Regions from separate parts of the Mus musculus genome. Here region 2 is linked to region 1. A link is a contact called in public Hi-C data. All regions are on one chromosome and are shown on one strand. Each heading gives the region's core, a stretch centred on a gene start, on an enhancer-like site or on the middle of the called end of the contact. The rest is flanking DNA. Distances are from core to core; before and after follow the strand shown. Region 1 overlaps Grb14 (growth factor receptor bound protein 14). Region 2 overlaps Slc38a11 (solute carrier family 38, member 11).

Region 1 (2,700 bases), core at 167-2,666:
TTCAGCCAAATCACAATTACTGAGAAAAGGCCATCATAATGCTTACACTTGTCAACAGGGTATACCACTAAGGTGCTATGAGTGACTCTCACTTTACTGAGAGCCATTTTACTGTCAATGTAAACATAAGGCAAAAACAATGTTTCTAATGCAACAAAACCCAATAGCCTCAATACTAATGATACAGGTATTGATAAAATTAAAAAACAAAAATCTGGAGGAAGAACTTTGGTCAGAAAAGAAATGGGAAGAAAGAGATGGAGGTTAGGTACGGGCCCTTCATAGAACTGGAAGCAAAGAACTTTGCAAATGTCTCTACCAGAACTCCCCAACGTGAAAGAGAGACTAGTTGTACAGCCCTTAGCATCTCAGAGAAAGTAATATTACTAAGCTACTTAATTTGTGCTTGAAAATCCACGTTAACTGTTGTTTTCTCAAATACATCCCCAAATAAAAAATTTCTTCTTCATATTTTTAATTAAAATGAATTTAATAATCCAGGCCATGTGTAGTAAGTGCATGCCTTTAATTCCAGCATTTGGGAGGAAACAGCAAACAGATCTCTGTGAGTTCAGGCCAGCCAGGGCTATACAGTGATTTCTCATCTTCAAAACTCTGCATCATCACCAAAGACTTCTCCATGGTTACCATGCAGCTTTTTCTCATGTGACAACCCTCCCTCAAGTGTCTCACGTGAGCACACAGGGCCCTTCACAAGTCCTAATGAAGGATGTTCTCTCAAATTTTCTCAGACTGACAGAACATAAAACCCATACCAGTTGCTGGCACCATAAACATTTCTTTCTTTTAGTTTTCTTTAAACCATGCATTTCAGAGCTAAGGAGACAGCTCAGTTAGCTAAGTGCCTGAGCGGAAAGTTTCAGGACCTGAGTTTGACTCCAAGGAACCCACATAAAAAAAGCTGTAGCTAGCAGCAGCACACACCTCAAATCCAAGCATTGGAGACAGGAAGATTCCTGGGGCTCAATGGCCACCTAACCTGGTTTAATCAGAAAGCTCTAGGCTCCATAAGAGATCCTATCTCAAAAGCAGTAAGATAGGAAGGATTGAGGAAAACACCCAGAATCAACATCTGATCTCATATACAAATGCACACGCACTTACAAACCAATCTTCAAATGATCCTCCAAGATCACAGGACTTGGTGGCTAAGGTCATGTTGAAGGGATTTGGTGCCTCCTCTTCATCTTTCTCAATTAAATTGTCAGCACGTATTCTGCACTCCACACTCAATGTTGACCCAAATATCTTCCACTATTAAGTCATTTTTCTCTGAACCTTGCTCGTATCTTTCCCAAGTTGCAGACGTGGTTTTGTAAAAGGAGCCCTTATGCTTTGGGGACAAAGGCAGGTTCAGCCTAAATGAGGTCATCAAGTTCCCAGTGCCCTAAGAGTCCAAGCCAATGACCAACTGAGTGTTCCAGCTGATCTTAATTTCCTTGGCATAGCACAGTCAGAGTACTGTAATATAATGCAAAATGGCTCCAAAGAGAAACCAGACACTGACCAGAGTCTTGCCAAAACACAGTTAAATAATACCAAAGTGGCCCTTTCATCTGAATACTGAGCCTCTCATGCCCGTGTCACCCTCCCCAAGAATGAAAGTAATCTTCCACTGTGAATGTGGGCTGGCTGAAAAACCATACCAGACTCAGCCCCAAAGAGGAGATGAGCTTTTTAATTGGCACATGTGTGCTGGGAAGGATGAAAATGCTGACAAGGAGACCAGGAGACAAAGAACAGGACTCACTGGGAGCAAGGGTGATCCAAATTTAGAATATGCTTATAGTGCTAAAACAATACTCAAATGTTTATCCTGCCCAGGATCTCTTTCAACAACTTTCAATCGCAGAACCTTCCCTGAAAAAGAAGTAGCTTTAATGTTTCTAAGTTTCTTTGTAAATTAAATCGTTTATATTAGATTATCAGTAGGCTCTCAGGTAGACTCTCACTTGCATCAAGAAATCAACAATTCTGTTTCTTCCTCATTGCTTTATTCTTATTTATTATTTATTTATTAAGCCAAAATTTCTTGAGAGCCTGCTACAAACCAGACATATTTTTACCTTCTAGGAACTGAGTAAAGAAAATTTAACACAAGGGGTTAAAACCACACTGACCTTGTAAAATGGCTGACATTTTAGCCCCCACTTAGGGCAGTTCCCTACCACCTGTAATTCGAATTCCAAGGGATCCAATGTTTTCTTTTGTATTCCATGAGTAACCTGCCCTCCATACACACATACACATATAATTACAAATAAAGTAAACTTTAAAATATTACTACAAAAGAATCTCTGCCTTCACTGAGCTTCTGTTCTACTGAGTAAATGCAATGAGCAAACACATGTGAACAAAGAGAACTGGGTGATAATATGTACTAGGGAGAAAGATTAAGCTCAGTAAACACAACAGTTTGGATCTTGAATGTCTCCCAAAGGCTGGTGGATTAAAATCTTGGTCCCCAACACATGACATCATTGAAAAGTGGCAGCAGAAACCTTGAGAGGTGAGAACTGGGAGGAGGGAACGAGCTGAGGACTTTGAAGTGGATACTAGCATAGGAGCCTTTCACCTTTCTGTGCAACTTCATGTCAACCTAGAGGTGGATGGCACGGCTCCATCATGCACTCCCCGCTGTGATGTGCTGACTCCCACAGACACAAGGACATGATGTCA
Region 2 (2,700 bases), core at 100-2,599, 330 kb after region 1:
CTTTATAGCACAGGCTACACATCTCCAGCCTTAACTCCCTGTGTGTTGTGTTGGAATTACAGGTGTTAGTGACCACATACAGCTGTTATAAGTACTACAGCATGGCAATTACCAATGCTAAAATCACTATGAAGATGTCACTTGCAAAAACAGAGAGACATTTACAAACCAAGGTTACCATGCAATCAGGAACCCTTAGGCCATTCAGCTTGGTATACTATGTAGTAATCGTGACTGGTAAATGGCAGTGTTTGAAACAGTTCTTATCAAGACTTTCAAGGTTGCTTTTAACTGTACTATCCTAGAGCAGGTAGAACACACACACGTATGTGTGTGTGTGTGTATATATATATATATGTGTGTATATATATATGTATATATGTGTGTATATGTGTGTGTATATGTACATTTATCTATGTGTGTATAATATATATATACATATTACTATATTGGTATCACATTAATCATTCAGTTTTTAAAAAATCTTTCTTATTTTCTGAGAAATGTATGTGTATAATCATGGTGATCTATGACAGGTATTCAGACCAAGGCATACCAAGAGTACCACAGTGACACAGAAAACTAAGCCAAGAAGAGCTGGACACTAAGAGACTACTAGAGGATCTGTGCAGATCAAAACTTGGGAGGCAGACAGAGAAGGGGCGGGGAGAATATCTGAGTTTGAGCATCAGTAGACACGAGTACTGGTTGCTACCCGCCAGCTGGGGCAAGTTACTTCTATTTCTGTGTAAGCAGGAAGTAGAACTAGTTATTCCACTTACATTCAAAGGGTTGTGGGAAGGTCAAGTGAGATCCTAGACCTGCAAAAGCTGCGGGATATGTGGATCATGGCATCTGGCTGCTGTCAGGCTACCCTGAGTACTAAACCCTTAATGATTGGATGAAAGCGTTAAAAGCAGTAAAACGGGGACCACGTAGTTACTGGGACCACGAGATACAAGAAAAGAGAAGTCACTTTGACGGCAGGGAGGGAAAGGGCTGGCTTTATAGGAAAGGTGATGTCTGCTGATTTAATCCAGAATGAGACAATTAAGCAGAAACATCCTACAGGCCTGGGCTTCAAGGGCAATGGGAAGATCACGCAGACTATTTGTCAATGGAAAAGCAGGACCCCAATCTCTGAGTGGCGTGGGAGATTAGAAAGGTCTGAGGACGAAAACAACAACAAAAATATTAGCACAGAAAAAGAAGAGTGGTAACAGTACAGTTATTCTTTCCTCAAGTGGGAGGCAGTTCAGTACAGCTGACTCAGAAAGGTTCAGAGAGACCAAAGGCGGAAAGGTTATCAGCTTCAACTTTGGGAGGCTATTAGTACCCGGGAAAGGAAAAGTACAGAGCAGAGGGGAGCCAGAGTTCACGTCTGGCAACAAGCAAACAAGTGCGCCTGGGAGCAGAGAGTACGGATCACAGAACTAAATCTGAGAGGTTAAGAAGAGAGAAATTGTGGAGCAGACGATAGACAGGCAGGAGGAGAAAGCGGAGAGTGTGGGTGGAAGAGGGCTGGGGTGGGGTAGTCCCCTGGAAAAACTTTTCCAGAAGCGGGCAGAACACGGATCGACTGGTACCAGTGCACTTGCACCAGGATGGGCTGTGGTTTAGTCTCTCATGTTACCTTGAGTGAAGCCAGTAAAAGTGAAGTACCCGCACGTTGCAAAGAGCACACAGATGAATACAGAAACCAAGATGGATGTGTGGATAATCCGGCGCCACTTCGCTACTGTGGGCTCTTCGAGAGAACCATAGACTAGGAAGCAGTTATGGTGGCAAATGAACGCTGGAACACAAAAGAAAACCTCATTACTCGGGAAACAGCAGGACTGTGTTTTCTACTTTGAAAAGGTGAGAGATGTATACTGCCTTAGAATATCTAATATCTCAAATGAACATATATTAATTTACAGCACTAAGTAAGCCAGAACGTAAGGCCTACATACAAGGAACTTCACAGAAGGCTTACCTAGTAACTTCATGTAACTCTCAACATAAACCAGACCTGTCCAACAACTCTCCCATTTTTTCCTCTTCCTATCTTCAGGAAAATTTGTACCTTGCTTTATTTGGCAGCTGGGACATAGTGGAGTTATAAATATCTAGCGAAATCCTAAATCCTTTCTGCCAAGACTTTATAGAAGTCTATGACATTTACTGGACTTCCAAGTTAGGAGACACACTAACCATTGGTGGAACTAACACAAGTTTGACAAAATCACACCGGGAAACAGGTCTCATGTGGAGGGGGTGGGGCTTATTAAAGAGAGGGGCGATAGAACATAAAGGAAGGAAGGAAAATGAAGTGGTTTGGGGTTGGGGAAAAAGTGGCTTTTTATTGGGGCCATGACACATGCGCAGGAGGACATGTGACAGGGGCAACAATGGGAATTGTTTTGCCTTTGAGCAGCCAGGGATGATATGACTTGTTGCCCAGTCCCTTGGGGATGGCCAGGAAGGTGCCTGATTGCTACCATTGTCATGGGGGTCCCTTTGGGCTGGCCAGGGATATGCTTGAGTGCTAACTACTGTCATGAATGTCCAGCATCGAAACACTGTTCTCCAATTAGAAGCAAAATTTAGTAACAAATGAGAAAGTTTAATAATGGACGAGCAAGGCTTGAGCTTGATTTTATATCAACAGGAACTAGATTGTGTACTGTTAATGGGGAATCTAAACGTAGAAGACCC

The links. A called contact is a pair of places that touch in the nucleus more often than the background predicts.
Region 2: a Hi-C map of liver shows a contact between it and region 1, with 2.6 times the contacts expected there. The contact joins two enhancer-like sites. A contact is called at or near these places in 10 of 484 Hi-C or Micro-C datasets (adipose-derived mesenchymal stem cells, cerebellum, cerebral cortex and 6 more), 4 of 115 datasets of contacts at active chromatin or transcription factors (acute myeloid leukemia, embryonic stem cells, hepatocytes and 1 more) and 1 of 9 other capture datasets (embryonic stem cells).

Annotation. Positions count from the first base shown.
Region 1 is chr2:65,006,090-65,008,789 of GRCm38.p6, forward strand. All of the region lies in intron 2 of Grb14 (growth factor receptor bound protein 14), which reads right to left. Among named protein-coding and RNA genes, the nearest start is that of Grb14, 15 kb to the right of the region's middle. Within about 2 kb of position 1,417, at least 30 of the 459 cell types and tissues checked have an H3K27ac peak or open chromatin away from gene starts, as enhancers often do. A contact at or near this core is called in hepatocytes and liver, where this site is marked.
Region 2 is chr2:65,332,957-65,335,656 of GRCm38.p6, forward strand. Slc38a11 (solute carrier family 38, member 11) reads right to left here. Exons shown (of 12, transcript NM_177074.2): 9 at 1,634-1,795. Among named protein-coding and RNA genes, the nearest start is that of Slc38a11, 30 kb to the right of the region's middle. Within about 2 kb of position 1,350, at least 21 of the 459 cell types and tissues checked have an H3K27ac peak or open chromatin away from gene starts, as enhancers often do. A contact at or near this core is called in hepatocytes and liver, where this site is marked.